Linked DNA regions of Hordeum vulgare: region 2 is linked to region 1. The links are chromatin contacts, called in public Hi-C maps. All regions are on one chromosome and are shown on one strand. The core of a region is the stretch at or near the end of the contact, and the rest is flanking DNA. Distances in the headings are between cores, read along the strand shown. Region 1 holds the start of LOC123402487 (50S ribosomal protein L21, chloroplastic). Region 2 has its middle 260 kb from the start of LOC123402487.

Evidence for each region. Hi-C and Micro-C count contacts between places; a contact is called where the count stands out from the background.
Region 2: a contact with region 1 is called in a Hi-C map of leaf, with 4 times the contacts expected there. The contact joins the enhancer-like site here to the promoter of LOC123402487 in region 1. A contact is called at or near these places in 3 of 6 Hi-C or Micro-C datasets (leaf and seedling).

Annotation. Positions count from the first base shown.
Region 1 is chr6H:217,010,905-217,016,352 of MorexV3_pseudomolecules_assembly, forward strand. LOC123402487 (50S ribosomal protein L21, chloroplastic) reads left to right here and starts at 3,543. Exons shown (of 5, transcript XM_045096409.1): 1 at 3,543-3,913; 2 at 4,592-4,672. The coding sequence starts at 3,644.
Region 2 is chr6H:217,268,186-217,273,746 of MorexV3_pseudomolecules_assembly, forward strand. No RefSeq gene overlaps it. Among protein-coding and RNA genes, the nearest start is that of LOC123402487, 260 kb to the left of the region's middle. Within about 2 kb of position 3,461, at least 3 of the 3 cell types and tissues checked have open chromatin away from gene starts, as enhancers often do. A contact at or near this core is called in leaf and seedling, where this site is marked.

The DNA of each region.
Region 1 (5,448 bases), core at 2,293-4,792:
GTCCCCTCCGACGAGAGGAGTGTTGGTGATGATGATGGCGATGATTTCCTGCCGGAGCTCTAGATTTGTTCTGCTCAAGTTCCGCCTCGTGGCGGTGGCGAATCCTCCGAAAAGGCTCCTCCTGATTTTTTTCAGACCGAAACCCTTCTCGTAGCAAAAGAAGGGGGCCAATGAGCTAGCAGGGAGCTCACAAAGCCCCCTAGGCGCGGCCAGGGGGAGGCCGCGCCTATCAGGCTTGTGGCCTCGTGCTGGCGCCCCTCTGGCACTTCTTCGGTCCAGTATTTTTTATAAATCCCAAAAAAATCCACGTTAATTTTCACGGCTTTTGGAGTTGCGCAGAATAAGTATCTCAAACTTGCTCCTTTTTCAGGCCAGAATTCCAGCTACCTGCATTCTCCCTCTTCATGTAAACCTTGCAAAATAAGAGAGAAAAGGCATAAGTATTGTACCATGAAGTGTAATAACAGCCCAAAAAGCGATAAATATCAACATGAAAGCATTATGCAAAATAGACGTATCAGTATGCCTTGCAATATGTTTCAATGGAATAACAAGAGTTCACCCTTGAATCTGGTGGTATCTTGTCATATCTGAGAGCAGAGACTCCATGAGAACATGGGATACCAGACAAGTCCCATCTTTTGCAGCTACACTTCTCCATTTTTGTGTCCACACTGAATTCCACACCTCTATCATTTACTACAAACAATCCTTTTCTAGCTGGTGCGGCATGGCAAGTTCTTGCAAATTCGATATTCTTATCCAATTTTTTTAATCTTTGGACAAATAGTCCCATGCCACTTCAAAGTATCTTGTTGTTTTCCATAGTTCCTTCCCATATTCTGGCCCTTGATCCTCTGGCACAGGCTTATGATTGGCATCTCCCTGGCCTCCAGAATGTACCTATTGAATACTTCACAATTTTTATTCATCAAGACATCACACTTTGGGAAATCATTTTGGTAAGCCCTAACCCATGTTTTTGGATCCAACTCATCTAGCCAATCATGGGCCTCTTTGCTGAGCACTAACATATGGTTCATATTTCCCCTAAACCTGCCCTCTGTAGTGCTTCTAGCACATTTCCAAAGCTGGTTCTTTAAGGCCTCTCCTTTGAAGTTCTTGTTGAAATTCTACCATAAATGCCTCACACAGAATCTGTGTGGTGAAAGAGGGAACAATTCCTTTACTGCCTTAATTAAACCCTGCAAAAACATTGCCATTTCAAACATTAGGAACTTACTAAGCACTTTGTTGTAAATAAAATATGCAAGTAAATTACTTTTTGCTTGTCAGACATGATGGTCCAAAGTTCTGTGTTATTTATGCCAAGATCTTGCTTGAATGCAGTCAAAAACCACCTCGAGGACTTTGTGTCTTCACTTTGACTACTGCATGAGCCACATGAAATATGCAATCATTTGGGTCCATCCCAACTGCACTTAATAGAACACCACCATATTGTGTCTTCAAGTGGCAACCATCTAGGAAAATAATAGGTCTACAAGCAGATAAGAACCCCCTCTTGCATGCATCAAATGAGAAGTAACATTTCTGAAACTGCCCCTCATCTGAAAGCTCAACAAAGAAAGTACTTCCAGGATTTGATCTCCTCAGCTCATTTGCATAGTCCCACATCAAGTTGTATTGTTTAATCTCATCTCCATATATAATATCATATGCAATCTTCCTAGCTCTCCCAAGCTTTCCCCTTTTAATTGTCATGTTCCAATCTTCCTTTAGTGAAATCTTCTCACATGCCCTAATCTTGTCCACATATTTTGAAGCAATGTACCTAGCTCTAAAGGCTGTAACTTGCCACTTCTTCTCACAAGTGTGCTAACCATTGAATGTCTTCACCATTACTGCATTTGTCCTATTGTCCCAAGATGCATATAGATACCATGGGCAGCCTTTCTCACACTTAGCACAAAGCCTTATTTTGTCATTCTTTGGAAAATTGATGTTCACCCTCTCTTTGCAACTGTACTCTCTGACTGCTTTCCTCAAAAGCTCCACTGAAGAGAATAATTGGTCTGCATGGAACTTAGGCTCATGCATGTCTGCAGCTGTAAAAGGTTTGAAATTGAATTTTATTTCATCTTCATCAGAATCTGTACCATCGAATTCCTCTTCTTCAGAGTTGCAATCTTCAACCACCTTCTTCCCTTTCTTGTCTTGCACTGGATGCAACTGCTCCTGCAACAAATCTTCATCCCCATCCTCCAAGTCATAATCACTGTCAATAATCTCAGGAATATAATCACTGTTAGCTGAATCTGAATCTGTATATTGTTCTTCCTCCTCTTCCAACTTTTGTGCTCTTGGTCCGAGTCTCACAAAGAATTGGTCATGGGAGATCTCTTGGTCATGACTCTGAATTTCATGAGTTCCATCCACAACACTACAAGATGTATTGCTTTCATTTGCACTGCTTGGCTTCTTCATGGGATTGAAAACAGTAGGAAATTCTGCTACTGGATTAGCCACAACATCATCCCATTTAGAACCTCCACCAGAAATATGGTTATCCAAATGATCAAGATATATCATTTGGAAATTATGCCCTACATTGATCTGAAGAGACACAACATCTAAGTCAGCATCATTGGACAACAGGGTTTCATCACCTTCGTTAATCTGACAACAAGGAGACAGCCAATAGATATCAGTTCTTCCTTCCTTTTCATACCCCAAGTGCTCAACTATTTGTTCAAACATACTGTAGTATGCTAGTTCCACATGACAATAATCGTAACAAACCTTCTGGCCATCCAAATAGCACCTATTCAGCCCACTACTAAAGAAAAACCCACCATGAATCACTTCGACAGTGAAATACCCACTCTCCTTCGCTGCAACAAAACATTCAGTAAAAGTTCAAACCCTAGCACAAATCCTCACGAACCACAACAAATCGACATGTACAAATCACATAATTTGTGCAGACGACCTAATCGACACAATGCAGGTTATTGGGCCAAAAAACGCATCACATTATGTGCTATCAACGAATTATACCGTAGGTTGGAGCCGCGTCGTCGTCGGGCCGCCGTCGAGGGCCCTCCATCGTTGACGAACTCCGCCCCACGAGTTGCGGCGCCGTCGCTGTCGCTTCCTCCATCGCAGGAACGACCATCGGAATGCCCGCTCGCCGTTCATCCGCCGTCGTGCCTGCTCGCTGTCGTTCGCCTCTCGCTCTCAATCGAGGAAGACACGAAAGGGGATTGAGAACAGACAAGGAGGTGAGTGGGGTCTACATTGACGAGTGGGGTCTATGCTGACGGGTAGGGTCTGGGCTGACGGGTGGGGTCTCCGTTGACGGGCGGGCCACGCGATGATGTGTCATACGAGGTATTCGTGGTACGTAGCTGGCGCATAGAAAGGGGACTGGCTCTCCAAAATCCAGGACCGTATTAGTAACGTATTTCCATGTAGGAGGATCGTACTGAAGCAGTTCTTAACTTTTTTTTTGAGTGGATTGGAGCTGGCCGCCAACTTCCACAATGATAGATGCAATTATCTCGTGTCCGAGCACGCGATTTTCCTCCTATCCACAATATTATCCCACTCCCCTCTTCGTCCGAAAACCCTCCAGTCCAGTATCCGTCGTTCCCCCTCGCCATCGTTCCGCGCCCCGTCCATGGCCACCGCCACGCTCCCTCTCCGCCTCCTCCCCTCCAGAACCCCACTCCTCCACGCCGCCGCCTTCCTCCCTGCGAGCACCTCCCTCTCCTTAACCGCGCCCGCGACCCGCAACTGGCGCATCTTCGCCGCCGCCGAGGAGGCGCCCGCTCCGGTGGAAGCCGAGGTGGAGGAGGTGGTAGAGGATGCCGCGGTTCCGGAGCCTGTTGAGGTGCAGCTGGCTGCTGCTGGCGCGGGGAAGGATGCCGACATCTTCGCCGTTGTCATGGTGGGTTAGCTCGCACGTTCACTCCCTGGCATTGAAAGTTGCAGTTTGGTCAAGATAAACTGGAAATTGCCAGGGCCTTCTTTGTGCTTCATTAGCTACTGTTTCGTAAATAATCTCCGTGACTTAAGTGACACTTGAGCTGGATATGTCTTGTGGTGAACTAAAGATTCCAGGTTTCGTTGGGATTGCAGTGCTGCACCAGAGATGGTTAGGCTGCATCATGATTAATGAATACTACTCCCTCTTTTCGCGTTTATAAGGCCCACGAGTATTTTCTAGATTCTCAAGTTCACCAGAGAAACATGAGTTATATGCCACAAAAAGATATAACATTGATTTCGTATTTGTGATAAGTTTCTAATGGTATACTTGTAGTGGCATATGATATAAGTTGTATTTCACAGGTCAAAAAGATCTGAAAATACAGTTAAGCGTTGTAAACCGGAAATGTTGGAGTAAGAGAAATGTGCACACTTCTCATTAGCATGCACATGCCGCAGTGTTAGAAAGAAAGTTGGAACTATTTAGTATTAGTATTACAATGAGTTATCTGGGTGCACTTTAAGAAATGCTTAAATCTGCAAAGATGCGTCGTCGGAGAGTTTCTTTTTTCTCTACTTCCTATAGGTTTTGTGATTAATGAGGAAACTATTTTGACTATAATTTTATTTTGTGCAGATTGGGTCCAGACAATACATTGTGATGCCCGGTCGGTATATATACACGCAGAGGCTGAAAGACGCCAATGTCAATGATCAGGTTTGGTGCTTGTCCTTTTACACATAATTTTTTTTAGGACTCACAAGTTGATGTCTGATTGTTTGTAAGACTTTAGGTAATGCTTTTGCCATGTTGCATGGTTTCCCTCCAGCATGTTTGGATGAGAAAATAAAATCCTTTGGAGAATTACCTTACAGCATTGTTGTTCTTATATAAGGTCCCCCATTTTGGTACTTGTTCTTAGTTTCGCTCATTGGTCTTGATGTGGCTATGCACACATGTTTACGGAAGTAACTCACACATTACCTGTTTGTTCATTTAGTTTCCTTAGTCCATGAAAATATAGAATTAACATGCAAATTTTGTTGAATTTATGACAAGTGGGAAGAAAAGCTTGAGGTGAGATGTGATTGTGAGGGGTACCTTCTAAAAAAACATATCCTTTTTTACAGAACTGACGAGGGTACTTGTTACAAATTGACTTGCATTCCTCAGTATTTTGTTGCTTGTGTTAAGCCCGTAGAAAGAAACAAGAAGGAACAGAGGTTTTATTTCTGGGTAGATTAGTGTTCTCCTCCGGGCCAGTGTTGAGACTTTGACGCATAGCCCAGGTGTTCTTAGCGAAGCCAAACGGTAGTTCCTGTTAGAGTTATAATATAAGTCATGTGCCCTTTTGTATTTATCCCAATATATAAGGGGTTTCCTGCATATAGTCCACCACCTGTACATGTATATATACCGGCCTATGGCCTCATGGGAATACAAGTTGCTTTCCTAACATGGTATTAGAGCCTAGGTTGTATATATACCGGCCT
Region 2 (5,561 bases), core at 2,211-4,710, 260 kb after region 1:
TGGTTGTCCCCGGACGCTTGAAGATGAAATTCCTGCATCACAAAGCAGTTTTCTCAAGAACGGGTAGACGGGGTATCCGGGGTACTATGCTTAGGACAGGGTCCCTTGAACATCTCCTTGTAATTACGTGGTTTTCTCCCACTATTTCACCGAGTTTGACTAGTATTCCTACGCTAGTATTGGCAAAAAAATCTAACACACCATCTTGATGCCTTCTATTTCCTTGACCTCCCTAGTTGCCATTGCAGCCATGAGCTTGGGGATGACTCTTAGTTCCATCTCCTTTCTTGACTTCACTGGCTTTATCATCATATGAGACGACATCCTTCGTTCCATCCGATTCGGCATATCTGGTGAGGGTGTCCATCAACTTGCCCATATCCCGCACCTTCCGCTTAAGACGACCAAGCTTTAATACCAGAGGTTAAAAGTGACAATTCTTCTCCAAGATCAACATGGCTTGAGCCGCTGTGATGCCATCCGACGAGTGGATAATCTTCGTAACCCGCCACGTCCAATGGTGGGCCGACTTATCCATACGCTGAACGCAATGTTGCAGATCTACGATCGTCATTGGGCGTCTGCAAGTTCCTCGGAATTTTTTAATGAATCACTCCTTCAATTCCACCCAGGTGTTGATGGAGTTGGGTGTTAAATTTTCAACCACGTGCGAGCCGGTCCTTCCAACATCATCATGAAATATTTGGCGCATATTGCATCGCTGGCATAAAGCATATCCATAGCAAGCTCGTAACTCTCAATCCACGTACATGGCTCAAGATCGAGTGTGTAATTGGGCACCTTGCGAGGGCCTTTGAAATCTCTGGGCATGCGCTCGTTGCGAAGAGAAAACGACAAGCAGGGGATGCCTATATTCAGCTCGACGTAAGTCGGAACCACCTGACCCACCACCGCCGTCGCCGCCTCTGCCTCTGCCTAACGGGGGGCTCGAGCCACATTCACAAGCGCCTAAGCATTCGACATTGGCAGTTCGGGAAGGTTGGCTTGAGGCTGCTGTCGGCGACCGCTGCGGGAAACCGCCGGAGATCGTCATGGATGCTCTTGGTCTGACTAGTGTGGGGTGTGGAGTGCACCCCATCGCAAGTGTAAGAAAATTGTGCATGTTGAACCACATCTGTCTTCAGCATCTCGATGGTGTTCCTTGCTTCCACCTCGATTAAGGTGTTTCCATGAATGATGAGAGACTCCAAGTTGCGGGTTGGAGCTAGCATGATTTCCGCGGGGTTGGAGAAGTGGACTGTGGTGTTTGGAAACGTTGAGCCGACGGCTGGAGTGGCGAAGGCTGATCCGGCTGCTGGGTCTCCAGCGGCTGAGCCATCTCAACCCGTTGATTAGTTTTTCGAAGAGCGTTATGCTCCGCACCAGGCGTGTGAGGTGTGTCAAATAAATGAGTGGAGTTAAGATTGGTTGGGAGACGACTCTGATGCATCCTCTGGTGCACCGCATCGGAAGCGACTCGCCGACGCTCAAGCCGCCATGCCTTAGCCTTCAAGTGTTCCACCTCTTCGTTAATTTGAACCTGCTGATCCGCCATCCGGGTGTCCATAGCGTGAATCTCACGTTGTATCTTAGTCATCTTTTCACGCAGTTTTTCCATCTCGGCATTGAATTCCTCCTGATTGTCAGGAGTAACGACGACCGCCACGAGTTTTGACATCTCGACCATCAGATCCATCATGGCTTGGGCCGGCATTTTTCCAAACCCGCTGGCTCCACTGGCGGCCGCCGCATCTCGCTGATACAAAGCCATCGCTTCCCCTGCCATATAGATGGCGACCTGGCGAGGCGGGTCTTGCGTACCTTCAGAGATAGCCGCCTTAAGAAAGCCCCCAAGCCTTCCCTCATAGAGAGGGCAGATCGAGTGTGTGTCCCCATGGATGACTTGCCGTCTTAGTTGACGGTGGTGTCTCCATCAGTCGTCGGCTCATCCGGGAGGCTAACCCCTACGTAAAGCCAAGAAAGACGTGACACTCTCTCATCTGACACTTGGCGGGTTGGGTGAACCGAGCCGTCTCGACGATGTCAGTGTAGATGTCCGGCTCAGGAACAAGTGCACCGATCTTGCCGATGAAGACGTGAATCTTGCCGAAGGGGACCTAGTAACCAGATTCGATTGAACGCGCCTCGGGACCCCAGCTCGAATTGTCGATGTAGCACTTTCCGCGACGGCTCTTTGTCATGAGACCAACCACGTAGCTCCCGAACCCTGGAAGGGCTCCCTTTGAGAAATCAACTCCACCGTGCGATGGCCCCATGGTGGGCACCAACTGTTGTGGTTTTATTACGGCAGATGTCCTTGTGAAAGGACTTAGTGATGGAGCCATTGCGACTAGGTGGCGACTCAAAGGTGTTGATCAGGAACAAGAGACGAGTTTACCCAGGTTTGGCCCCTCCGATGGAGGTAAAATCCTATGTTCTACTTTTGTGTGTATTGATGATGAAATCGATTACAAGGGTGCGTATTCGCCTGAACTAGCTCTCGATTGATTGTAACTTAAGTCTATCGGCCTTAGAGACTCGCCTTTACATACAGATCGAGACCGTAGGCTTACAAGACTCCGGGTCACCTTATGATTCGTGACCCAATATGTCTCTAACTCACCTTTCCCCTTTAGCAAGGAAAACCCCTGGCGATCTTCTACCTTGTTGGCCTTGAGTCGCCATCTTCATGTCTTGGGCCGCGCCGGCTCACCTTGGTAAACTGCCTTGTCGCCTCCTATCTTGTATGTCAGGGACCATCTCGAGTATAAACATTGAGCCGCCACCAGCTTGATCTAGCCTCATAGGGCAGGTTACATGGCGGGATAATATCCCCAACACATACCGAAATAGAAATACCAGTAGTAAATGAGCAAATAATTATTAAATATTTAAGAAGTAAACCATGTCTAATGCAAGGCCATCATGCAATTCGTTGTCGTGGCCTGTGTAGGAAGGAAGGATTCTACGGGTAGAAGTGCGAGAGGCTCGCGGAAAGATTCACCGAAAACACTTCTCTCCCGAAGGGGGCTGATTAGAGGCAAGGGAAAAATGATCATTTTCAATGTGTGACCACATAATGAAAATTTACCAATGCAACGGGCTCGACGAGATGAAAATGAGGGGTTTGGAATCACCTCATTCGGAGTTATGATTGCGGAGATATGGACATTCGTTCGGTAGGTAGAAGTCAAATAAAAAGTATTCTTTTTCTACTACTAACCGGTGAACGTTCAGCATTTAACATATTTGGCCGGCAGCTGAAAAACAGAAAGCGTATTTTTAGAAATAAGTTTCCACAGTAGTGAAAGTTTATTCTTAACAGAAAACATACTGAAGTGCGCTTTGAGTGCACGAAAACATAGTTTACCAAAAATGCGCTTCGACTTTATCCACGCGAGCTCGAGGCTTCGGTCACTTATAGGTGGGTCGTGCTAAACATATATCTCCTCCCCACTCGTTATTCCTCCTCCCGAAGTGGGCATAGGAGAGGGCTAGGCCGGGCTTGCCCGGCGTTGGCCCCGGTGCCTCTGGCCACCTCCGGCCAAGGGGAAGACATCAGCGGCTCAAGACGGGGCGGCTCATCCGGCTGGGCCAAATGTGTTCACCGAGGAGGGCTGGAGTAAGCTCCCCGTTGGCCATGGCGGATGTCCGGCTTGGGCGACCTTGGGGCGTGCGGCTCGACAACACAGAGGAGGGGCTGGGGGTCGGGGAAGCTTCAAGAAAGCTAGGGCAAAGCCCTGGTGGGGTTAGGATAGAGGGGGAGGCCTCGAGTAGGAGCTTGGCCATGGGAGATTGACGGCAGCCATCTTGGCTATTGGAGGACTAGGAGCTCCAGGAGCTTGGGGAAGGGACCGAGGGGTCGGCGAGATGTTGTGGTGCTTGGGGCACCTATAAATAGTATTGGGGAGCGCTCGGAAAGGCACTCGCGACCTTGGGCAATAAGCCATGGCGGGGGCAGGGTGGCTAGGAATGGACACAGCCAGAGCCCCTCGTAGGAGGTGACCTAAGAGGGGGCGAGGGGTCCAGCGTGAAGGCGAGGCCAAGACGGAGATGCTCGACATAGCTGGGTGTCAAAAGTGCAAGGGAAGAGACGAAACTGAGGGCCCCGACCGCCAGAGTAATTGGTCTCGAAAAAGATGCTGATATTTTGTAGAGGCTGATTCATCACTAAGATGACCATCGATGCAAATTTTTAGGATGAAGCTAGATATCCCTTGTTATACGAAGTACCCCACTGGACAGAAATGCAAAATACAAAGTAGCACTCACATGGTTAATTGGATTGAGCTGAAATTTCGGCGCGGGGGGGGATGAGCTATTTGGGCATATGGATGCATTGTGAAAATTTCATACCATTGGGATACATCAAAATGGTACTTCCATCACAATGCATCTCTCTGGACATAAACTTAGAAGCATTCTCGAGAAATATTGGCTTAAATCAACTATCCCGAATTTGGTGTAGAGAGGTTATATGAGTAGCAGAAGGTCTTGGAAATTTTTCAACTATAATGAAGAAACATATAATACATTTGCTTTACAAACTGAAAATCTGACCAGAAACTAAGATTTGACGTTGGGCCTCATTGGATGATGGAACGATGCTACAATTTGGAGGAGAGCTATTATTTCATCATATGAAGGTCATGTCAAAATTTTAAATCATTTGGGTTTGCCTAGCTAGTACCTCCTTCACAAAGTTACTTTGTGGGCAAAAATTTTGGAAATTAGCTGAGGCATATTTCCTACGCAAATGAAGTTGGACTTTTGCATGATCCCGATTGTGGATAGGAAAAAGTACGCAAATTTTTTTTAGGGCAAACAATAATATAGAAATGACACTTCCTCCACAAAGTGCCATTCGGGGCACAATATAAAAAAATATCCTTGAATTATTTTTGAACTAGAGAATGAAGGATTTTGACATATTTGAGGAACATATGACCCAAACAATTTATGAGAATTATTTGGTAATTTTGGGAGAGACAGAAATATATATCGCTTCACAACCTAAAGCAAATAAGTTTATTCCTTTAATAGAAAAAGGAATATTCCCACCAAAAAAATTGGGTTAGGGATAAGATGGAAATGACATGGTCTTGGGAAGGATTTGAGAATGAAAAGTCACTTTGGAGACTAGGAAGAGGTGATCCTCCCAAGTTTCCAAGCCACAAAGCCATAGAAAAACAATTTCGAATAAAATCTTAAATAAATTCAAAGGAAAAAAAGAAAGGGCCAAAATAAAGGGTGTCACAAACCTTCCAACTTTAAATAAATCTCGTCCTCGACATTTGGTTGCTTGGGGAACAAGTATGAATATTTTGACTTAAAGAAACCATTTCCAACTCAGGTATCCTTTTGCTTATATGATGTTCCCATAGATTTCTTCATATGACTTGACTTTGTCGCTCCGGGGTGGTTTGTTTCACTGTATCCTCATTCTAATAGGTATTACCTCACATGTTCCTCCTAACACTGCCTGCAATTCCTTTCATATCCATCGGCTTAGCTGAGTGCGATAGATTATCGTGACCGAGACATATCACCTTCTCACAAGT